Regions from separate parts of the Sus scrofa genome. Here all the other regions are linked to region 1. A link is a contact called in public HiChIP or PLAC-seq data. All regions are on one chromosome and are shown on one strand. The core of a region is the stretch at or near the end of the contact, and the rest is flanking DNA. Distances in the headings are between cores, read along the strand shown.

The links. HiChIP or PLAC-seq counts read pairs in DNA pulled down with a chosen protein or histone mark.
Region 2: a contact with region 1 is called in an H3K27ac HiChIP or PLAC-seq map of alveolar macrophages. The contact joins two enhancer-like sites. A contact is called at or near these places in 1 of 5 promoter capture datasets (liver) and 1 of 2 datasets of contacts at active chromatin or transcription factors (alveolar macrophages).
Region 3: a contact with region 1 is called in an H3K27ac HiChIP or PLAC-seq map of alveolar macrophages. The contact joins two enhancer-like sites. A contact is called at or near these places in 1 of 5 promoter capture datasets (liver), 4 of 47 Hi-C or Micro-C datasets (alveolar macrophages, psoas muscle, retroperitoneal adipose tissue and 1 more) and 2 of 2 datasets of contacts at active chromatin or transcription factors (alveolar macrophages and skeletal muscle).
Region 4: an H3K27ac HiChIP or PLAC-seq map of alveolar macrophages shows a contact between it and region 1. The contact joins two enhancer-like sites. A contact is called at or near these places in 1 of 5 promoter capture datasets (liver), 3 of 47 Hi-C or Micro-C datasets (alveolar macrophages, retroperitoneal adipose tissue and skeletal muscle) and 2 of 2 datasets of contacts at active chromatin or transcription factors (alveolar macrophages and skeletal muscle).

What each region holds. Positions count from the first base shown.
Region 1 is chr6:99,227,186-99,233,268 of Sscrofa11.1, reverse strand. RAB12 (ras-related protein Rab-12) reads left to right here. Exons shown (of 6, transcript XM_021096067.1): 2 at 3,975-4,035. Among named protein-coding and RNA genes, the nearest start is that of RAB12, 14 kb to the left of the region's middle. Within about 2 kb of position 2,153, at least 54 of the 83 cell types and tissues checked have an H3K27ac peak or open chromatin away from gene starts, as enhancers often do. A contact at or near this core is called in alveolar macrophages and retroperitoneal adipose tissue, where this site is marked.
Region 2 is chr6:98,859,825-98,865,907 of Sscrofa11.1, reverse strand. No RefSeq gene overlaps it. Among named protein-coding and RNA genes, the nearest start is that of NDUFV2, 10 kb to the right of the region's middle. Within about 2 kb of position 3,692, at least 8 of the 83 cell types and tissues checked have an H3K27ac peak or open chromatin away from gene starts, as enhancers often do. A contact at or near this core is called in alveolar macrophages, where this site is marked.
Region 3 is chr6:98,942,372-98,948,454 of Sscrofa11.1, reverse strand. No RefSeq gene overlaps it. Among named protein-coding and RNA genes, the nearest start is that of NDUFV2, 93 kb to the right of the region's middle. Within about 2 kb of position 3,579, at least 4 of the 83 cell types and tissues checked have an H3K27ac peak or open chromatin away from gene starts, as enhancers often do. A contact at or near this core is called in alveolar macrophages and retroperitoneal adipose tissue, where this site is marked.
Region 4 is chr6:98,960,959-98,967,041 of Sscrofa11.1, reverse strand. No RefSeq gene overlaps it. Among named protein-coding and RNA genes, the nearest start is that of NDUFV2, 110 kb to the right of the region's middle. Within about 2 kb of position 2,376, at least 15 of the 83 cell types and tissues checked have an H3K27ac peak or open chromatin away from gene starts, as enhancers often do. A contact at or near this core is called in alveolar macrophages, where this site is marked.

The sequences.
Region 1 (6,083 bases), core at 904-3,403:
GAGCAGAACATCCGCCCTTCCTTCCTACATTTTAAGTGTGTGTGTTTGTTTAATCCCCAGTCCTGAATTTCCTCTTGTTTCCAAAGAGTCAGCATCTCTCTTTCACATCCAGCATTCAGTGGAAGAGGGGAGCAGGCTTACCAAGTCATTGTCGTGGACCAGCGAGTTTCTAGGCTCCAGGGAGCTGGGGGGTGACTGTCCTCAGAGGGCACCTGCTCCCGTCATGCAGGAAGCTAACAGAGCGATGGGCAGGGCGGGAGGGGAGCAGAACTGGGATGAGGAGAGGGTCAGGCGGTGGGGCCACTGGAAGGTTCAGGTGGAAGCCACCTAGGACTGGAAAGGTTCTAGGCAGACCCGCAGGTTCTCTAAGAGGAGAGGGCAGCCAGAAAGGCACTTCTTTGCCAGGTGCCTGGAGCATAGATTTAGGTCTGAATGACTCAGCTCTTCAGGGCCAGGGACAGTCCCCACCCCCTGCTGGAGTGGTAGGCTGGTTGCTTCCCCCACTGGTCAGGACAGGATAGGAAACGAGGTTCTCAACCAAAGTTGCCACCTTTTTTGTCCCTTACCTGTTTATAAGCACTGGTCCTGGGCGGCCCTGCCCAGACAGGAGTCTGTGCTGGCTTCTCCCAAAACCAATCTCCTATTTGAGGCTTACCTTTTGTTAAGGACCATTATAATTTCTTTAACAAGAAAATATTAAAAATAAAAAACATTGAGATATTTTTGCCTTGATGTTTAAGTTTTTTAAAATGTTTAGTTGTATACTTTGATACAAGAATTTGTTTCTAAGCCATAATTAGGATACGTTTACAACCATTACCAGCTACTTAGTGGCTATTAGGTAAGGTAAAGATTTCATTTATGAGAGAAGACTATTTTAAGGAGCTGCTTTCTTTTGTGGAATTTCAGATTTAGCCACTGGATATTTCTCTGTGTTAGTGATGACATTAATCTCCCTAAAACTGGATAGTCTTCATTTTAGCTAAACAGATTCTTAATCCTGTTCACTGTTGGTTCATCTTTGCTTTGCTTGGTTCTGTTGGAATTAGTAGTATCTGTACAATCACATTGTGGTAGCACTACCACTTACCTCTGATGTTGACTATTAATGCCCTTTCCTTTTATGTTTATAAATTAGACTTCGTGGTTTGCAAAATAACCCTAGTGCAGGACTGCTAAAGTTGGGAAGTTCAAATTGGTTGGGAAAGAGTGCCTCACAATTTCAGGCTCAGAACAGCACTTAGCAGCGAAAATCGCCAAATCACCTAATCAAAACAAAAATTATTCTGGCAGTTTCAAGGGATTCTTTTTTTTTTTCTTCTTCTTCTTCTTTTTCCTTTATAGGGATGCACTCGCAGCATATGGAAGTTCCCAGGCTAGGGGCTGAATCGGAGCTATAGCTGCTGGCATATGCCACAGCCACAGCAATGTGGGATCCGAGCTGCGTCTGTGACCTGCAGCACAGCTCATGGCAATGTCGGATCCCCGACCCACTGAGCGAGCCAGGGATGAAACCTGCATCTTCATGGATACTAGTTGGATTCGTTACCACTGCGCCACAACAGAAACCCCTCAAGGGATTTTTTAGTTGACCTGAAGCAGAGTTCACAAAATAAGTGTCATCCACCAATTCTTTTTTTTTTTTTTTTTTTTTGGCCACGTCTACAGCATGCAGAAGTTCTTGGGCCAGGGATCAAACCTCTGCCACAGCAGTGACAACACTGAGTCCTTAACTGCTAGACCTTAACTGCTAGGCCATCTGACAATTCTTTTCAATAAAATGTAGCAGCCACTGTGATAGGTTTTATAAAAGTTGCAGCTCCCTTAAATAAAACCAAATTCTCAAAAAAAAAACCCAAATTCAGAGGAACTGGAAACAAAGTATAAAACACAATAGTAGTCGTGACACAGTATGAATTTGATTTGTAAATGGGCCCTGACTGTTTGCTGATTTCTGGAAGGAGGGGTTTTGTCCTTGAGCTGTGCCTTTTTAAAATTGGAGCAGAGCCCATGCGTCCAGGCTGGTTTCCGGGCCTTGTGGAATAAATACCGCGTTAGGCAGGCTCTTCCTTGTGGTTGAGTCATGAAGGCTTCTGTTTGGGGATGTTGGTCGTGTACAGACATGCTTCCTGTTTCAGGGCTGCTGGAGAGCGTCATCGAGTGGGAAAAGCACAGCTGTTGCAGAACTGAAAGTGAAATTGCCTTAACCAGCGTTGGCCCTGACCTTTGAAATCACGGCTGGGTGGGAGATTAAGAACTGAAGTGCAGTAGCCTCTTCTCCAGCTGTGACACATTCCTGCCACTTCTTTTTCTTGTCCAACCTGGGGTGGCTGCCCCCGCTCCCACCAGGGTTGTAAACATGGCCTTTGGTTGCATTGGTGTCTGCAGTGGGTTGCTAATTATAAAAGTCACATGTCCTACGCTTCACCTCAAGAGCATCATCTGACTTGGATGAGTTACATCGGCCGGCAGAGGGGGGCCTGGGAGCCGGTCCTTGTGCATCACTGGCCACCGTGGCCTCTCCCTGCCTGCTGGAGGTGGGGCAGCATGGGGAGCCCGGGTCCAAGAAGCAGTCGGGAAGCAGTGCTTGCAGAGACTGTGTCTCCAATTCCCAAACATAGCTGGCATCCCTTTGGTTTATTTTTCTTAGTTGTGAAAATTGTGTCAAAAATACTATTTTGAAACCTCAAGTTTTCTGTAACTGAGAAGTATGTAAGATAACATCTGAAGAGAAATTGGGTATAAAAAATCATCTCAGGGAGTTTCCACTGGCACAGCAGGTTAAGGATGTGGTGTAGGTCACAGCTGTGGCTTGGATTCAGTCTCTGGCCCAGAAACTTCCATATGCCTTAGCCAGGGGGAAAAAAAAAGTCATCTTAAGCTTTAAGGGCTGAATTGGATGTGATACATGATGGTTTGCTTGCTTTTAATTAAAAATTGAAATTAATTTATATGAGTAAATTATTTTAAAATATTTCCTCTTCCACGCTATTGACAACATGATAAAGTCACTTTTTGTGAATGCTAAAATAATTAATACAGTAATTTCTAGATTGAGACTAAGGCTATTTGAAATCAAGATTGAGTTTCCTGTGTTCTATGTAAGAATTTTCCCCAAGATAACGATATGCTTTTAAAGCCTTTCATTTGTTTAGTCATTATTAGTAGTAAATTATTTTTTTTATTTTTTTTTTTGTCTTTTCTAGGGCCGCACCCGCAGCATATGGAGGATCCCAGGCTAGGGGTCTAATCAGAGCTGTAGCCGCTGGCCAACACCACAGCCACAGCAACGCGGGATCCGAGCTGCATCTGCGACCTACACCACAGCTCACGGCAATGCTGGATCCTTAATCCACTGAGCAAGGCCAGGGATCGAACCCGAACCTCATGGTTCCTAGTCAGATTCGTTAACCACTGTGCCACGACAGGAACTCCAAGTAGTAATTTTTAAATGGGTGTGTTTTTTGTGTGTGGTTTTTTTGTTTGTTTGGTTGTTTTTTAATATTTTTTTTTTGGCCACCCCCAAGGCATATGAGTTCCCGGGCCAGGGGTCTGACCGAGCTATAGTTGCATCTTAAGCCACAGCTGTGGCAACACCGGATCCCTAACCCACTGTTGGGGTCAGGGATCAAACTTGGGTCCCAACGCTCACATGATCGGTTGCACCACAGCGGGAACTCCTTAAAATGGTTGTTTATGCTACACCTGTGGTATAATAAAGTCTTACAGGAACAGCACACTCTGCCTGGAGAGTTCAGGGTAAACCCTGGTGTAGGTGACTCCGTGGAAGCGCAGAGCTACTGCGATGTCCCCGATATCGGCGAACTTCTGCTTTCTCCTTTTGCATTTAGTGATAGCAGGGGTTTTTTTTGTTTGTTTTCCTGATCATGGTATAAAAATGTACACAGAGGATTATTTTAGGACAGATTGCATTGTGACTGATTTTGCTTCTTTTTCATCTGTTTTATTTACAGGTGTTGACTTTAAAATCAAAACTGTAGAGCTTAGAGGAAAGAAAATTAGGTTACAGATCTGGTAAGTGGGGGCTCTGTGCCCAGTTGCTGTCATGTCTGTTTAACCATCCACATGCTTGTCTAATGAATTAACTGTCTGAGCTGGTGCGTCTCTCCTGCGTTTCCTCTCCTCCCATCCTGTTCAGATAAAATGAACAGAGCTTCCTTCACAAGAGAATTTAGAAAAGAGTCTGCTTGCGTCACACCCTGTTTGGGCCCGGGAGCTGTGGAGAGGGGTTAATTTCATGACACTTTCCTGGGAGCTGGTTTGGAGACCTTAGTCTTTAGTTTCGATCATTGGACAAAACTGTCATCACGAAAGCAATTGATTTGCACAAATGCTCTTCATGTTTTTAACGTTACTCTGCGAGCAGACAGGGAAGCCCCCGTGGACAGTGTCCATGTGGCTGCAGCTGTGGCCTTAGGGACAGGACTGTCCCTGCCCATCAGGAACGTGTGAGAGACTAAACCGGCTGGGCTCTGGCAGCCCGCAGGGGGTCCGGGGCCCTCTGGAGGAGGGGTGGGGTCCTGAGGATGGCCTCTGTCCCTAACACCCATAGTGCAGTGCACTCAGCTACTAACTCCTCTCGGCAGGTCGGCCTCAGCTCTCAGTGTGTGTCCACCGTGTGTGTGTGTGCTTTCATCTGCCTTCATTGCTGCCCGTCTGTGGCGTCATCGGTCACCTAACGCTTGGTGTCAGTGCCATGCCTTCATGCCTCATCCGTGTCCCTGTTGGTGCCTCTGCCACCGGCCGTGTCAGGTAACACCTTCATTGGTCATCGCTGACTGTTTAGCCCACCTGAAGGATGTAGGGGCTGTTGGTTGCTTTTTGTCTAGTATTTATGTTTTTCATACTTTTGTCTCGGCTTGATTATGAAATGTTTACGGTCTTGCCTAAATACTCTATAACAAAAAATGGACATTTCTAATTCTTTTAACCCATGATTGGAAGAGTGGCACGCTGCGCTGTGTGCGTGGCTGCCCAGTTTTTGTGCCCTGGAAGTGACAGCAAAGTGTCGTTCACGTGAGCTGCAATTTCTAACTCTAAGCTCTTTAAGGTCAAGACCATCTTTGAGGGAGTTCCCATCGTGGCTCAGTGGAAACGAATCTGACTAGTATCCATGAGGATGTGGGTTTGATCCCTGGCTTTGTTCAGTGGGTTAAGGCTCCAGCGTTGCCATGAGCTGTGGTGTAGGTTGCAGACATGGCTTGGATCTGGCATTGCTGTGGCTGTGGTATAGGCTGGTGGCTACAGCTCCACCCATAGCCTGGAAACCTCCATATGCCACGAGTTTGGCCCTAAAAAGACAAAAAAAAAAAAAAAAAACATCTTTGAAAGGATTCCCTGGGGGTGTCCACCTCTGTATCTGGCACCTGGGGGGAGGTTGCCTTGTAAAGGGGATGCAGGTGATGTGAAAATGTGAGGCTTACTTCCTGGATGACCGAGTGTGCAGATGGTGACACTGTGGCCTGACTGAAAAGTATCCATCCTTCAGCCCCATCTCTGGACGCAGTGGCCTGATTCACAGAGGCCCATACCTCCAGGTGTCCTGTGCCCTGGAACTCTGCCCACCAAAGGCCGTCTCTGCCGGTGAGGTTGGATCCTCTGACATCTGTCTTTCCTTTGAGTCTGATCTAAGAGGCCTACTTGGTGGGTCCCACTCCACAGGGACAGGTGTGACAGATCGGTCCCAGGAGACACACAGAAAGCTCCGAAACCACATTTCTCTTAGATGTAAAAGCACCACTGCCCCCCACCAGTCCTCACACTTTGTCCTCAGTGTTTTTAAAACTGCACAATATTGGTGAAGACAGTAACTAAGGGAGGAGAAGTCAGACTCCTTGAGTTTATCAAGAGGTTGACCTGATTGCTGGTTTCTGCGGGGAGCGCCCAGGGGGTTTTACCCATGAGTAACGTGTCTACTCCCACTGGCCACTTGCTGCTCACTCAAAATAGGATTCTTATCTTTTGGAGTAAATTGTTTAAAAGAAGGGAAAACTGGAGTTCCCGCTGTGGCGCAGCTGGATCAGCAGCATCTGTGCAGGGCCAGGATGCAAGTTCGATCCCCT
Region 2 (6,083 bases), core at 2,443-4,942, 370 kb after region 1:
CATCTAGCTGGGCTGTACAATAGATATCATTGTTCCTCTTTTCAGGAAGAATATGGGGTGGGAAAGACTTTAGAGCCTTTCCAGGTAGAAAATCCAGGTGAAAAATGAGAATGGAAATCAAGCATAAGACTAGAAATAAAATGTTGGAATCAGAGTTCCCCCTGTAGCAGCACCAGGATGCAGGTTCCATCCGTGGCCCAGCACAGTGGGTTAAGGATCAAGTGTTGCTGTAGCTGCAGCATAGGTTGCAACTGCAGCTCAGATCTGATCCCTGGCCCAGGAACTCCATAGACTGCAGGGCAGTGAAAAAAGAAAAAAAAAGCCAGAATCAGAGAATTGAGTTCCTGATTTACGTCTCTGCCAATTACTAAAGATGGCACTTTTAACACTGTGTTAGAAGTGTTCTGTGTGACTCCATCTACCCTCTCCACTCCTTAGGAACAGGGAGAGTTTCCATATTAGTTATCTATTGCTGCAAACAAATCTCCCTAAAACTCACCAGTTTACAGCAAGATACATTTATTATCTCACAGTTTCTGTGAGTCAGGGATCTGGGCACAGCTTGCCTGGGTCCTCTTTCTCAGAGTCTTTCACAAGCTGAAATGAAGATGTTGGCAAAGATTTGAGCGAGTCTCATCTGAAGGCTCAATTGGGGAAGGATCTGCTTCCAAGTTCACATGGTTGTTGGCAGGATTAAGTCCCTCATGGGCTGGTAAACTGAGGGTCTCTGTTCCTAGACTTTCCTAACCTAATGGTAGAAGTGACATCATTGCCTTTGCCATATTCTACTGGCCACACTTAACAGGAGGAGATTATTTAAGGCCATGAATGTAAGGAAGTTGGGGTGGTTGTGGACCATCCTTTTTTTTTTCTTTATAGGGCCGCACCTGTGCCATATGGAAGTTCCCAGGCTAGGGGTCAAATTGGAGCCGCAGCTGCTGCCTATGGCATAGCTCACAGCAATGCTGCATCCTTAACCTACTGAACAAGGGCCAGGGATCGAACCTGCAACCTCATGGACCCTATGTCAGGTTCCTAACCCACTGAGCTGCAGCAGGAACTCTGAGGGGAGGCATGTTATAAGTCTGCCTGCCATGATGTACTTACTTATACTAGGTGCTCAGTAATGTTTGTTATTTTGCATCTTTATTATTTCTAAAAGAACAAGTTGCAAAACTGCATCACCGCAAAAAAGAAAAGTTAGATTTCAAAGGGGTGAACCATACAATAGGAGAGTTTGGGGTTGTCCATTCCATTCTCTTCAGTGGACTGATCTACTTAAGAATCTAGTCTCTTTTTTTTTTTTTTTTTGTCTTTTTGTCTTTTTGCTATTTCTTGGGCCACTCCCGCGGCATATGGAGGTTCCCAGGCTAGGGGTCCAATCGGAGCCATAGCCACCAGCCTATGCCAGAGCCACAGCAATGCGGGATCCGAGCCGCGTCTGCAACCTACACCACAGCTCACGGCAACGCCGGATCCGTAACCCACTGAGCAAGGCCAGGGATCGAACCCGCAACCTCATGGTTCCTAGTCGGATTCGTTAACCACTGCGCCACGACGGGCTCTCCTAGTCATGTATGAATAGCTGGACTGTGAGCTCCTTGAAGGCAGGACTGTGTCCTTAATCTCAATATCATCAACACCTACTGTCCCCTTCCCTGACATGTGAAAGGAGCTTGGCAAACACTGAACAGATTGAACGGATCGAGGAATGGTTTAGTGAATAACCAAGTCTGTTCTTCTTAGGATTTTTTCCACCCGGGTTACACATTTCACAAAATAGTATGCCAATTTAGGAAGTAGTCACGGAAAGAGGAAGCTTACTATTGAATCTAAGCAAATATTTGATTGAATGAATGTCAACAAGGCAGTCCCCACGTTGGCGCTGGCGACTACATTTTTCAAATGTAGTACCTTTCAAAATGCTAATCTGAAAGAACCTGTAATGTGGACAAACAGAAACAGTATCCAGTAAAATCTGCACTTGCTGTTACCACGAGATTGATCTTTATAGCACATTCATTGAGCAAGTAGAATTTAGAACCTAGGTTTATCTAAGGAGGTTCACTAGCAAGAGTTGAGGTGCTGCATATACTCTAAGTTGAAACTTCTCACAAAGAGTTTGAGCTGGAGCTTTGCAGAAGAGTGAATCTGTGTGAAAATCAGATCAGTGCAAACCTTTCTCTATGCAATGTAAACTATACATTTTTGCAAAGCCCTTGGAAGTATGAGGTTGCAGTGGGGTTTAAGAATGTGCTGTTGTTTACTTCAGATGAAATGCTGCTTAGAAAAGGAAGTACTTTTTTTTCTTTTGAGGGCTGCACCCGCAGCATATGGAATTTCCCAGGCAAGGGGTAGAATTGGAGCTGCAGCTGCCGGCCTACATCACAGCCACAGCAACCTGGGTGTCTACAATCTATACTGCAGCTGACTGCAACACCAGATCCTTAACCCACTGACCAAGACCAGGGATCAAACCCACATTCTCATGGATACTAGTCAGGTTCTTAAGCCTCTGAGCCAAGATGGGAACTCCAGAAAAGGAAGTTCTTTTATTCAGAGAAATTAATCTTTGGTCTCAGAACTGATATTGAATTTTTCATTTCTCTCTCTCCCCCAAACCCCCTCTATTTTTCTCTCTCCATCTCTATCATTTCCTCTATCTCAAGGAAGAGTGGTTTCCTGATTCTGTACATATAAGATATGTATGCAAGGTCACAAATATTACTGGCCAATTCAGCCTTCTTATCCTGTTTTGGGTGATTTACACCATGCATATTAATACTCACATTCCTTAGATGTTGATGGATGAGTAAGAATCAGATTGTGTTTTTCATAAGAACAACAGGGGGGTTCCCGAGAGCTACAAATTCTGCAAAACAAATCCCTTAAGTAAATAATGGAAAATGATAGTTTATTTTAAGTCCTTTGAAACGTTGAAAAATGATGCAAAAGGAAAGGGCTCATCTGTTCATAGCCAGCTTTTGACCTTTGACTATATAAACACAAGAAACACATGAGCTCCAGCTAGGACACAGCATTGCCACTCTGCTATCCAGATGAACAAAACAAGCCTTCCCATTAAGTGTTGTGGAGCATACAGGAGCACCATTCCACAGAACATTACATTTATTCTTTATTTTTAAAGAAGAGGGCAGTTATTAAGAGCTTGGCCCACTCAGTAATTTTTTTCAATCTTTAAAGTGAGGGTATTCATAGTTCCCATTGTGGCTCAGCAGGTTCTCTGAGGTTGCAGGTTCAATCCCTGGCCTCACTCAGTGGGTTAAGGATCCAACATTGCCATAAGACGCAGTGTAGGTCACAGATGTGGCTCAGACCCGATGTTGCCATGGCCATGGCGTAGGCCTACAGCTGCAGCTCCAATTTGACCCCTAGCCCGGGAACTTCTATATGTCACAGGTGCAGCTGTAAAATAAATAAATAAAGTGAGGATTGGACCAGATTTTTTCAAATGCTCTCAAATGCTGACACTGGGCTGCCTCAGAATCCATACAACCACTAGCATCCTTCCACTGGCCTGGAACCACAACCCTTTATTGTCTGGACATTAACAACCAGAGTCAACACACATTATGCAATCTTGCCCAAATTGAACTCCTCCCACAAAGGACCATGAAGGCCCAGCCCCAAGATCAAGTGCCTTTGTTACCACGCCCTAAAATGACTCAGTAGGAAGTGGGCCCCAGAGGAAGTAAGGACATGTCTCCTGTGACCTTTCCTATTTGCAGGATCAGTGTAGGAGGTTCATTATTTGCATTGGGGCCTTTCAGCTGCTCTCCAACAATACTTATCTTTTACCTCTTTCAGATAAAAATGTGCCTCTGAGAACCCTATTTATGGCAAATCCCTAGGTAGCCTCCAAATGTCCATCAGCACTAACTCCCTGAGTTTAGACTTGGGCAACTCCTTCCAAATGCCATTCATCTTGCACATACACTCTGTATTATAATCATTTCCCTGCAGAAGTCTTCCCAGAAGGGCCTATCGTTTTCTGCATTGGTATTTTCAGAGCCCTGCTGCCTAGCACATAATAGAGGCTGAAAATACATTTGTGCAACATGTGAATGAATGAAGATCTTTCCTGATCCTTTTCACCCTATTCTGACCACCTCATCACGCAGCTTAGGCTATTTATACCAACCATATAAGAAAAGCAAGCAGGAATTCCCATCGTGGCTCAGTGGTTAAAGAACCTGACTAGCATCCGTGAGGACACGGATTCAATCCCTGGCCTTGCTCAGTGGATTAAGGCTCCAACGTTGCGGTGAGCTATGGTGTAGGTCACAGACATGATCCCATGTTGCTATGGCTCTGGTGTAGGCCAGCAGCTACAGCTCTGATTGGACCCCTAGCCTGGGAACCTCCGTATGCTGCACCTTTGGCCCTAAAAAGCAAAAAAAAAAACCCAAAACCAAAATGTTAATTAAAAAAAGTTAATTAAAATAAATTAGGACAGTAAAGAAAAAATGCAAACCACCTTCAATCCCATCAAACAGAGAGAACTCTAATATTTTGATGTGTACCCTTCTACATTGTTTTCTGTGCACATACAAAAAGCATGGTCATGTTATACACGACATTCTGTAAAATTTTTAAATTCGACTTAACCTATCATGGGCTTTTCTCCTTTATGATAAATACTGATTATTGTTTATTGTTTTTATTTTTTATTTATTTATTTTTTGGCCATGCCTGTGGCATGCAGAAATCTCTGAGCCAGGGGTCAAACTGGAGCCACAGCAGTGACAGTGCCAGATCCTTAACCAGTGGAGTCACACAGGAACTCCTCCTATTATTTTTAAATTTGTGGCCATTGTGTGGCTGTGCTGTAATTTGTTTAATCAATTCGCTATTGATGATGATCATTTACACAGCTTCCAGGATTTCACATATTATGAATAACACCATGAGATACATATGATTTTGTAGACTTTTCCAATCATTTACTTAGAATAAATTCACAGAAGTAGAATTGCTGGATAAAGGGTTTACATATTAAGAAACTGAATACATATTGCCAAATTACTTTCTGGAGAGGCTGATCTTATTTGCATTACTACACTGCTGGATAAAAAATCAGTAATGTATTCCACACATTACCAATACTAGCAATTAGCAGTCTTAAAATTTTGCCAATCTACTAGCCAAACATTATATTAATTGTTATTTAATTACTTTGATGATTTGACTGGAAGCACTGATCAAATTTTAAGAGAAAATTTCACTTGACCCATGTAAGCCATGAGGATTCAGTCGCACATTAGGGAAGTAACAAGTCACCTGAATTTATTGTTATTATTATTATTATTTTGTCTTTTGTCCTTTTAGGGCCACACCAGTGGCATATGAAGGTTCTCAGGCTAGGGGTCCAATCGGAGCTGTAGCCGCTGGCCTACACCACAGCTCATGGCAACGCTGGATCCTTAATCCGCTGAGTGAGGCCAAGGGTTGAACCCACAACCTCATGGTTCCTAGTCGGATTCATTTCCGCTGTGCCACGACGGGAACTCCTGCTTATTATTATTTTTTAAACAGTTTGTTCTTGGAGTCCATGTAGTTAAGTTACTGGCTGTTTTCCCTTTGGTCCCATATATCCAAGGTTAACTCAAGAAGAATTTGAAAAAAAAAAAAAAAGGAGTTCCTGTGGTGGCGCAGTGGTTAACGAATCCGACTAGGAACCATGAGGTTGCGGGTTCGGTCCCTGCCCTTGCTCAGTGGGTTAACGATCCGGCGTTGCCGTGAGCTGTGGTGTAGGTTGCAGACGCAGCTCGGATCCCGCGTTGCTGTGGCTCTGGCGTAGGACGGCAGCTACAGCTCCGATTCGACCCCTGGCCTGGGAACCTCCATGTGCCGCAGGAGCAGCCCAAGAAATAGCAAAAAAAAAAAAAAAAAAAAAAAAAGAAGAATTTGGAAGCACCCCGTGAAGAAATTATTCACTGTCCTTCCATCCCCTCTCACCCTGGTGTGAAAGAGCATGAAACAGCCCTAGCCCTTCTTCAGTGTACCACTGTGACCAGTGACTCTTCTTTATCCTCAAAATTCCTGCCTGAGGGGCCCCCCTT
Region 3 (6,083 bases), core at 2,330-4,829, 290 kb after region 1:
AGGCTATCAAGCCATAAAGAGACATGGAGGAAACTTAAATGCATATTGCCAAGTTAAAGGAGTCAATCTGAAATGGCCTCATATGATATGATTCCAACCATATGAAAAAGCAAAACTCTGGGGAGAATAAAAGGATCAGTACTTGTCAGAGGCTGAGCAGGAGGGAGGGGTAAATTAGCAGAACACATGGAACCTTATTTTTTCTTTTTTTCTTTTTTTTTTTTTTTTTTGTCTTTTTGTCTTTTGTTATTGTTGTTGTTGTTGCTATTTCTTGGGCCGCTACCGAGGCATATGGAGGTTCCCAGGCTAGGGGTTGAATCGGAGCTGTAGCCACCGGCCTACGCCAGAGCCACAGCAATGCAGGATCCGAGCCGCGTCTGCAACCTACACCACAGCTCATGGCAATGCCGGATCGTTAACCCACTGAGCAAGGGCAGGGACTGAACCCGCAACCTCATGGTTCCTAGTCGGATTCGTTAACCACTGCGCCACGACGGGAACTCCCTTATTTTTTCTTTTTAGGCCAGCACTTGCAGCATGTGGAAGTTTCCAGGCTAGGGGTCAAATCGGAGTTGTAGCTGCCAGCCTACACCACAGCCATAGCAACACCAAACTGGAGCTACATCTGTGATCTGTACTGCAGCTTGTGGCAATGCCACTTCCTTAACCCACTGAGTGAGGCCAGGGATCAAACCCACATCCTCACGGATACAACATCAGTTTCCTAACTCACTGAGTCACAATGGGAACGCCTAGGGTGTTTTATTTTTATCATAGGGGAAACGGGTTCTTTTACGTAATGACTATTAGAATGAAAGATTCAAAAGTTGAGGACCAAAAAAAAACCCAGTTCAGTCTCGAAAAACAGTATTTTTAACAGCTATTATGCAAATCTATTACCTATGTTATTCCAAATTTAAACTACTCTTTTACTGGGGAAATAGTCCCTGTTATTCACTACCCTTTATATCTTGCTTTATACTTCTTTACAACATTTTCAATATCTGAATAGTCAAAAGATATTCAAGATATTTGAATATCTTTTATATCTATATCTGCCTCCCCAGCACCTAGAGTAGAGCACGATACACGAGTGTTCAGTAAATACTGACTGACTAGATAAATGGATAGACAAATAAATGAATAAACACCATAGGGCCAAAGACAGAAAAATCATATTCAGACCAATAACATATCTGGCCTCCCTCTTCAGGAAGATGGAGCAAGGTATGAACTTGGCTTGAACAGCATGTTCATTGTCTACACACAGATGTATCCAGACCTTGCTGGAAACCATTTTTCTTTGCTCTTGTTTTTTCTCCCAGCCTCATGGCTTTGCAGGCTGCAGGACTGCGTAACTTCAGGGAAGCTCAGGGGAAGGTTGTGTTCAGGGGATGAGGAAGGGTGACAGATGGCCGGATGCCCTCATTTCGCAGATCCCTCTATATCTGTGCTACCTAAAAGCATTTTAACTAGCATCAGGCCAGACGTGTATTATCTTTTGGTTACAGCACAAGTTTCTAGAATCCCAGCTTAGTGCCCGGTCCCTGATGTCATAGCTGCTAATCCTCTGTGATGGCTCTTATGCACCTGTTGAAGTCGGCTGCTTTCAGGGCTCAGTGAACTCTGCTTCCTTGTACCTTGTTTGGCCTTGGATTTTCCCCAACATGAGCTCTTTGGCTTGGAATGTGCTTGGCTCTTTTTTTTTTTTTTTTTTTTTTTTTTTTTTTTTGTCAGTCTATTTAAAGACAGGAGAATGAACTTGGAGAGGGTAAGTAACAGCAATACAGGAGACTTGAGATAGAGATGGAATTTTTGTCATTGATCCTAGCCATCAAAAGCAGTCATTAACCTTGTTTTGTTGCTGTTCTGTGACAGGCTGGTAGAAAAGCACCGGTTGATTGAAAGGTTCAGTGCAGTGGGGGACAAGCCAAAAGATTTGGTTCAATGCTTCGATTCTGACCTAGGAACATAACCCAAGTGCACAGAAATCAAACAAGCATAGTCCACGTTCATATTTTTAAGCTCAGCTGCAGCACTTCTGTCATGTCAGAGGGTCTTTAAGGCTCTATTTGTCCAATAACTGTTCATTTGGAAGAAAAGGATGCATTTAAGTCACGGGAAGTCTTTAAGCAGTAGAATCTTTCTTAGTTTCTTGAAAAGTTTCCAACTTAAGTCATTTGTGGCAGGGGGTGGGGAGATGTGGATTGTCACCTTTTTCCATTTCTCCTCTGATGGAATTGATCTCTTTTTCTTCAGAAGGAAATGATTAGACAGAACAAACACAGAGGACTCCAAATGTTGAAATTAGCAGGCTCTTAAATTGCATAGAGTCAAATTTCTTAAAACTTAAGTCCTGGAGTTCCCGTCGTGGCACAGTGGTTAACGAATCCGACTAGGAACCATGAGGTTGCGGGTTCGGTCCCTGCCCTTGCTCAGTGGGTTAACGATCCGGCGTTGCCGTGAGCTGTGGTGTAGGTTGCAGACGCGGCTCGGATCCTGCGTTGCTGTGGCTCTGGCGTAGGCCGGTGGCTACAGCTCCGATTCAACCCCTAGCCTGGGAACCTCCATATGCCGCCGGAGCGGCCCAGGAAATAGCAACAACAACAACAACAAAAGACAAAAAGACAAAAAAGACAAAAAAAAAAAAAAAAAACAAAAAACTTAAGTCCTACCCGTGTTGCTGAAAATAGAGCCAAGAAATCCATTACCTCTTGGCTCTCCCCCCCCCCCATTTTTGTAGGTATTGTTATCACTTCCTCTACTGTGAAATAATCTATTACGCAAATCCCACTGGGAATGGCTTCTCCATCATCTTCGGCTCATCACGGCTGTCAGGGCGGAGCTCCCTGGGGTCCACGCTGAGCCTCTGCCTGGAAAGTAAGGAGCTGTGAGCCAGAGAAGGTGTGCTGGTATGTGCTGGTTGCCGTCCCCACCACAGCTGTGCATCACTGAGACAGTTCAGGAGTCTTGTGACCTATGAGGTCATGACGTCACCTCAGAAAAGACATCCAGGCGTTGATGTATTTTTCATCCTTTTTTTTTAAACAGAAACACCAACCATGTTTTAATGGCCATAGAGTGAATAAAATCTTTTCCCCTGGTGACAATTATTTTTGTTGAGTTCGTAGGGTTTTTTGTTTTTTTTTTTCTTTTCTTTTTTGTTAGGGCTGCACCCACAGCACATGGAAATTCTCTGGCTAGGGGTCAATATGGAGCTGCAGCTGCCAGCCTCCACCACAGCCACAGCAGTGTGGATCTGAGCTGCATCTGTGGCCTACGCTTTGTTGCTCATGGCAACAGCAGATCCTTAACCTAGTGAGCGAGGCCATGGATTGAACCCACATCTTCATGGATACTAGGCGGGTTCTTAACCTGCTGCCCTACAAGAGAATTCAAATTTGTAGTTTTAAGAGAGATGGGGGGTACTGTTTCCCCAAGGAAGGCAGGTGGAGATGAATCTTCTCAAGAGAGGAGCAGATAAAATGTAAACTTACAGCATGAGGAACTTGACCACTCATCCATAACAACCTCCACTCTACAAGCTAAGAGTGAAAGGCGTCTCTCATTTATGAAATAGGGAAGTGGCACAATGTACAGCAGAAAACCAGAGCTTTGAAACTGAAGAATTTTCACTGGCCATAGTCGGGGGTGGGGGGGGGTGGTCAGTGAAAGCCGACAGGCTTTCTCGAACTATGATTTTCAGCCAATATCATGGACTGAGCGGACATAGAAGGGTCTCATTGCCCTTCGCCACCATCTCTCTCTAAACACATATATCCCCCTAAAACAGAGGTAAGAGCAGAACCCAGCTTACTTAACTTAGGAAAGGAACCTGTAGCCAGAGTGGCAATTAAGAGCAGAAGCAGGTGGCCTGGGGACATCAGACTCACATAAACATCTTACCCCTAGGAGCTGAGATTTTAACACACACACTGAGGGGATTTCCTGTCGTGGCTCAGCAGTTAGCAAACATGACTAGTATCCATGAGGATGCAGGTTCGATCCCTGACCTTGCTCAGCGGGTTAAGGATCCAAACCTTAACCAGATGTTAAGTGGGTATTGCTGTGAGCTGTGGTATAGGCCAGCAGCTACAGCTCTGATTGGACCCCTAAGCTGGGTGCGGCCCTAAAAAGCAAAAACAGACAAACGAAAAAAACTTCTATACTGTCAGGAATCTCAAAAGCACATCCCTTTCATAAACTTAGGAGTAGAAAATCTCTCGCTATTTTCCTGAGGAAGAAACAGGATGATTGCCGTCCACTCTGGTTCCTAGATAAAAAGAGCCTCCCAGAGCATGCCAAAGTGGAGGCGTGAGGTCTGAATTTACAATTTGGATTTGGTGAGAAAACCCCCAAGCTAAGAAATTAATAGAAAGATTCTTCTGATCTGGGTGTTTGGAACCACCAGTAATATAGCAGAGGTCCATGGAAAACTGTCCTATAAAGACATTTCTTGGAGTTCCCACTGTGGCTTGGTGGGTTAAGGGCTCAACATAGTGTCTGTGAGGATGTGGGTTTGATCCCTGGCTTCACTCAGTGGGTTAAGGATACAGTGTTGCTGCAAGCTGTGGCATAGGTCACATCTTGGATCAGGCGTTGATATGCCTGTGGTGTAGGCCTGCAGCTGCATCTCTGATTCAACCCCTGGCCCAGGAATTTCCATATACCTCAGTTGCGGCCCCAAGAAGAAAAAAAAAAAAATTCCCTGATTCTTGTTATAAAATGAATTATGGAGTTGCCGTCATGGTGCAGCAGAAATGAATCCATCTAGGAACCATGAGGTTGCGGGTTTGATCCCTGGCCTTGCTCAGTGGGTTAAGGATCTGGTGTTGCCATGAGCTATGGTGTAGGCTGGCAGCCTGAGAACCTCCACATGCCGCGGGTGTGGCCCTAAGAAGAGACGAAAAGACAAAAAACGAACAAACAAAAACGAATTATGTGCTCCCATCATTCATATATTGAAGCTCTGGCCCCCCAACATGACTGTAGTTGGAGACTGAGCCTGTAAGGATGTAATTAAGGTTACATGAGGTCATGGGGTGGGTCCCCGAACCTATGGGACTGGTGTCCTTGTACGAAGAGGAAGGGACCCCAAGGGTGTACACAGAGGAAAGGCCACATGGACACAGGGAGAAGGTGGCTGTGTGCGAGCCAACGAGAGAGGCCTCAGGAGGAGTAGCCCCGCCCACACCTCGAGCCTGGGCCTCCAGCCTCCACACTTACTCACTTGAGGAAACACCTGTATTTGAGTCCCAGGCTGTGATACTTTCCACAGCAGCCCAAGCAAACCACAGTGCCCCTGGATACACGACGCCCTGAGCACCTTCACTGAAGGTACACTCACAGGAAAAATGTACAGACCCCACCAAGGAAGAGAATCACAAGGAACAGCCAACAGGAGACTGCACTCTTCAAACTGAAGGTAATGGACTAAGCTGGAAAGGCTTATTAACCAAGTTTGTTTAAAATATTTAGAGGGAAAAGAAGATATAGAAACCATAGTCAAGTATAGGGTAACATGGGAAAAGAACACATGTTTTTGAAAAGGAACCATGTATAAACTGTGGGAACAAATGGTATAGTTACTAAAATTAAAAGCTTGTAGGTAGGAAAATAGTACTTTAGACCCAGCTAAAAAAGAAAATTAGTGAATTGAAATATAAATCTAAAAAAACAAAAAACAAAAAAACTGGGCGTTTCCACTGTGGCTCACCGGGTTAAGAATTTGATTGCAGCAGCTCAGGTTGCTGCTGAGGCTGAGGTTTGATCTCCGGCCTGGTACAGTGGGTTAGAGGATTGGGCATTGCTGCAGCTGTGGCATAGGTCACAGCTGTGGCTTGTATTCAATCCCTGGCCCAGGGAACTTCCATGTGCCACAGGTGCAGCCATAAAAATAAAAAATAAAAAATAAATTGAGAATAATAGATAATTTGTTAAAGTAATGGGAGGAAGGCTAGGCAAAGAAAAACCAAATCAATTCAATAAAAGTCAGGACCTGGGGAGGTGGAGGGGGGCACTGTGGTAAATGGAAAACGCAAATAAGATGACAGGAAAGCATCCAGTCCAGCAGTAAACAACAC
Region 4 (6,083 bases), core at 1,127-3,626, 270 kb after region 1:
ATGCCACGTTGCTATGGCTCTGGCGTAGGCCGGCGCTACAGCTCCAATTGGACCCCTAGCCTGGGAACCTCCATATGCCACTGGTGTGGCCCTAGAAATGGCAAAAACAAAACAAAACAAAACAAAAAAAAACAAAAAAATAAAAAAAATAAATAAATTATAAGCCTTCAGCCCTGGGCGAGATGTGATAGGGTGACTTTCCAAGTGGCACCTGCAGAGAGGGAGGCCAGGAAAGAATGAGGGTGGGGTAGGGAGTGGGTGTTCGCTAGAAGAATGCAGCATGCCAAGGACAAGGGACTTCCGGGTAGAGAGGGTGTGACCGCACAACGCAGAGCCTCTCTTCTGTGCCAGGCACTATACAAAATGCTTTCTGTGTATTTTCTTTTTTCTTTTTTCTTTTTTTTTAGGGCTGCAGGTGCAGCACATGGAGGTTCCCAGGTTAGGGGTTGAATCAGAGCTGCAGCTGCCAGCCTATACCACAGCCACAGCAACATGGATCCAAGCATGGCAGCTCAAGGCAATGCCAGATCCTTAACCCACTGAGCAAGGCCAGGGATCAGACCCACATCCTCATGGATACTAGTCGGACTATGTCCACTGAGCCACATAGGAACTCCTCTTTTTTTTTCTTTTTAGGGTTGCATCTGCGGCATACAGAACTTCCCAGGTTAGGGGTCAAATTGAGCTACATCTTCAGACCTACACCACAGCCACAGCAACATGGGATCCAAGCCACATCTGTGACCTATGTTGCAGCTCGCAGCAATGCCAGATCCTGAATCTACTGAGTGGGGCCAGGGATCACACCCACATCCTCAGGGACACTATGCTGGGCTCTCAACTTGTGAGCCACAATGGGAACTCCCACTTTCTGTGCATTTTCATCTGTTTTAATTTCCTCCATGATCCTGCTCACTTTATAGGGGAGGAGAACTGGCCAAGGTGGCTGGTGATTTCCCCGGGGTCGTGCAACTGGGATGCAACGAACCCAAGACTGCTTCTAAAGCACCCACCATCCCACTCTCCCAATCGGCCTGGGTCACAAAGCCCTTTTTTAAAGAAAAACAATAGACATTTGCCTCTTGCAGTTCTGGAAGCTGAGAAGGCCAAGTTGGAGGCCAGCGGGCCTGGTGTCTGGTGAGGACCCTCTTCCTGGCTTGCAGACACAGCCAGTGCTAACGTAACCTAACAACTCCTACCATCCCACCTTGTTGGTCCAGACTCTGAGCTGGCAGAGGAAACAAGTAGGAGTTGAGAAAACAGTATGGCAGTGCCTCCAAAAATTAAACATAGCATTACCAAGTGATCCAGCAAGTCCACATCTAGGTAGAGACCTAAAAGGATTGAAAGCAGGGGCTCAAACAGAGTCCACACAGTTCATAGTAGGATTGTTCACAATAGCCAAAAAGCAGAAACAACCCAGTGTGCACCAAAGGATGAATGGCTAAATAAATGTGGTCCACCCGTACAATGGAATATCATTCAGCCTTTAAAAATGAAGGACATGCTGATACCGGCTACAACATGGAAGAACCTCGAGGCCATTATGATCAGTGACATAAGTTAGTCACAAAACAACAAATACTGCATCATTCCGGGGAGCTCCCTGGTGGTCTAGGGCTTAGGACGCAATGCTTTCACCACTGCGGCCTGGGTCCAATCCCTGGTCTGGGAACTGAGATCCTACATCAAGTCACCGCATGCTGTGGTCAAAAAAAAAAGTTATGTATATATGTTATATGATCCCATTTTTTTTTTTTTTTTGGCTTTTATCTTTTTAGGGCTGCCCTTGCAGTATATGGAGGTTCCCAGGCTATGGGTCGAATCAGAGCCACTGGCCTACAGCACAGCCACAGCAATGCCTGATCCGAGCCGTGTCTGCAACCTGATCATGGCAACTCCAGATCCTTAACCCACTGAACGAGGCCAGAGATCGAACCTGCGTCCTCATGGATACTAGTCAGATTTGTTTCGGCTGAGCCATGACAGGAACTCCCTTATTCCACTTCTATGAAGTGTCCAGACAGTCAAATTTCTAGAGACAGAAAGTAGGATGGTGGTTTCCAGGGGCGGTGAGAGGGAGGAGTGTTGGGGTCACCAATCGATGGGTACTTTCAGTTTGGGAGGGTGAAATGTTGTCAAGATGGAGATGAGGATGGTTGCACAACATTGTGAATGACCTTAGTGACACTGTGCTGAGCACTCACAAGTGATTAAAAGGGTAAACTGTAGGGTATGTATATTTCACACCAAAAGAAAACCTTACAAGGGCAGGACTTTAGACTTTGCCCTTAAGCATCCTCTTTTATCAAGAACAAAAGCATCTCCCCCACATTATGCTATTCTGCCACGTGGTCATGAGATGAGCAAAGCTGGCGGGGGGAGATGCCAGACTGAAGAAATAAATATAAACTGGTGGAAGCAGGCTGTCTCAGCCCCTTGAGAAATTGACTGGTTTTACCGGTTTAGCAGAAGGGGAAATTAAGAGCTGAAATAACCTGACTCAGGCCTCACAACAAGGGAAATCAGCCTTCTGTGGCCGAGGCTCCCAGCCTTGGCTGCCCTGGCAGGATTTACCCTCATCACACACTTACAAACACATGTAAGAAACAGGAAGGATGCAGTGGGGGAGCTGGTGTGCATGTGGACACATACTTGCCCAAAGAGAAAAGCATGGGGATGATTTATACACAAGATTTCTCAATTTATTTGCCCAAAGATTGCAGAACCAGATGCTTGGTTCTTCCCACAGGTGCTGCATGTCAAGCTTTCCTGCCCTCTATGCACCAGAGGTGGACCTGTTTCCCAGCTCCTAACAGAAGGACACATTCCTGCTGAACAAGGGAAAAGATGTGACAGAAATAAAACTCACTCTGTGTTCCTTGAGCCCCTACTAAATGCCAGAGACTGTGTTCACCCAGAAACACAGCTGAGAAGTAGCCACACTTAAGTGCCTGCCCTCAGATGGGGACACAGATGTCATACTAAGGGAAGCCTGAATAGCAGGAAAACACAGGGGATTACAGGGGGCTACAGCCCAGGGTGACAGCGAGTCTGAATAGCTCAGGGAGCAGGTAGGATGGCTCCTCGGGGCTCAGAGCAGCAGAATCCCCAGGAGATGGAGAGGCAGGTGGTGCCATGGGCTGAAGGTTTGCATCCTCCCCAAACTCAAACATTGAAACCCAACCCCACCATGATGTATTAGGAGGTGGGGCCTTAGGGAGGGGGTTAGATGGTGAGCCCTCTGGAATGGGATTAGTGTCCTTCTTAAGGAGACACATCACCCCTCCCACCATGTGAGGACCAGTGAGAAGATGGCCATCAGGGAGGGAGAAGACCCCTGCCAGACACTGGGTCTGGCCGAGCCTTGGTCTTGGACTTCCCAGCCCCAGACTGTGGGAAAGAAAGGTCTGTGGGATTTGTTAGAGCAGTCTGAGCTAGGATAGGCAGGGAGGTACATATATAGATGGATAGCTAGTTAGATGGATGGACAGACGGACAGACAGACAGATGAATAATGATTGATAGACAGATGACAGAAAATGGATATATGGATGATAGATGGATGATAAATAGATGATAGATGAAGTGACAGCTAGGTAGGTAGATAGATGATAGATAATAAATAGATGACAGATGGATAGAATAGGTAGATAAATAGATATAGATGATAGCTAGGTAGGTAGGTAGATAAGATAGATAGATATGTGATAGATAAAGATATATAGATATTAGATAAATGGATAGGTAGGTAGATAAATAGACAACAGCTAGACAGAAGTATGGATGATAGCTTTGTTGGTCGGACGGGCCTCAAGCACTTTTGGGAGCTGCCTAAGGAGCCGCACCTGCTCGTCCGAGGCTGACGCTGAGGCCCACAGGGCAGACACTCAGGGAAGGAAAGACCATGGAAAGAAAGCAGGGGAGAGAGGAAGCCCTCTTGTTGGGTGATGGGCCCAAGCCAGGCCTTTGTCAAGGACCAAACCCACAGCTGGGCAGGGGGAGGGGGAGGAGCTGGAGGAGGGTCCAGGGAGGCAGAGCGGTGGGTGCCAGCCCCAGGGGAGCGGCAGCTGTGGGGCCTATGCTCCACCCCTACCCGCCTCACCTCCTGAGTCAGAAGGACCAGAGCCAGAAGAACTGGTCTGCCAGAGACACACAGGAAAAGCGGTTCTGAGAGGTGAGGTTCTGCTGTGCCAAGCGGACAGATTTCAAAGGCACCGCAGATGGGGACCTAACGGGACGCGCTCAGGGGATGACATCTGAGCCGAGGCCCACAGGGTGACAGGAGTCAGCCAGGTGCAGGGAAGGGAGCATGGGGACCACGTTATAAAGCAGATGCTGTCTGCAAAAGCGCTGTGTCTTTAAAAGGAAACGGGAATAAAAAGGGAAAGAGGCGTTTCCAGAGAACGAACTTGTTCAAAACCAAGAATATAACACATTGATTTAGCACCTAAAATAGCAAACTGAAATCGGTAAACTGGTTGAGAAGCAACTTTCCAAACTTGTGTGGTTCCTGCGCCCCCACCCCCTGCCGCCTTGTTTCTCTCCTTCCAAGCCTTCCCCCATGCCCCCGCCTCCCCCTGGCTGCCAAGGAAATGGTAGGTGGATTAGCTTGTTTTCCTCGACCTTACCCAGGAGTGAAATCGGTTGTGGAACAAAGATCCCACAGCCTGGGGTTGCAAGGGTAGTTCTCACATCATCTTGGTCTGAGTTGCCAAAGTCCCAGGGGTACCTGTACCTCCCTGTCCCTGTGGGTCACAGCCAGGGTTCCAGCCTCAGCAAAGTGGGGGAGGGAATTCCCTGCCTGCAGCCCCAGTCAGGGCTCAACATCAAACAGAGTCTGTCTCCGGATTCAGGGCAGTCCTTTCCTTAGTGAAACCCAATACTCTGGAAGGAAGGCAGGCAGGCTTCCTGTCTTTCCAGCCCAGCCCAGCCCCTTTCAGAAAGGTGGCCCTTGGGAGTTCCATCATGGCTCAGTGGTTAACGAATCTGACTAGGAACCATGAGGTTGCGGGTTCCATCCCTGGCCTTGCTCAGTTGGTTTATGGATCCGGCATTGCCATGAGCTGTGGTGTAGGTTGCAGATGCAGCTCAGATCTGATGTTGCTGTGGCTCTGGTGTAGGCCGGTGGCTATGGCTCCAACTCGACCCCTAGCCTGGGAACCTCCATATGCCGTGGGGGCGGCCCAAGAAACGGCAAAAAGACAGGAAAAAAAAAAAAAGGTGGCCCTTGGAGGAAAGCCTCTCTAACAGGGACAACAGCAGCCACCTGAGTCCAGTGGGGAGGGAGGGAAGGGGCTGATGGTGCAGAAGGAGGCAAGTGGTTCCGAACACACGTAAGCAGGTACCCGGTCTCTCCTCCCCATCAAGAGGCAGATCCTTGGTCCCCACTGTGTCAGAGGTCCCCCAGGGTCAGCAAGTCACTAGAAGGACACGGAACTCAGAAAAACTCTTGGACTCATGGCCATGGCTCACTACAGTGAAAAGATGCAGATTAAAACCAGCAAAGGAGGGAGTTCCCTTTGTGGTTCAGCGGGTTAAGGACCCAACTAGCATTCATGAGGACACGGTTTCCATCCCTAGCCCTGCTCGATGGGTTAAGGATCCGGCACTGCCATGACTTGTGGTGTAGGTCTTAGATATGGCTTGGATCCCACCTTGCTGTGGCTGTGATGTAAGCCAGCCACCACAGCTCCGATTCGACCCCTAGCCTGGGAACCTCCATATGCCATGGGTACGGCCCTAAAAGAAAAAAAAAAATCAGCAAAGGAAACGGGGCAGAGGGCAGGCCCAGGAGAGGCCCAGGAGTGATGTCCCGATGTCCCCTCTCCATGGGGACAGCACCTCCTTCTCCAGGAAAGAGCTGTGATCATCTGAACAAAGCATTGCCCATCAAGGATGCTCAGGAGTCGTGGTGCCCAGGGATTTTTCTGGGGTCAGTCGTGCAGGCATGGGGTACCTGACCTTTGCCCCTCAGATTCCAGCCTCTCCAGATGGCCACATCATGGCAAAGGCCCCCTGGTGAATCCCACTGTGAGCACAGGACCTGGCGGGCCTGGTGCCCCAGGTAAACAGACACCCTT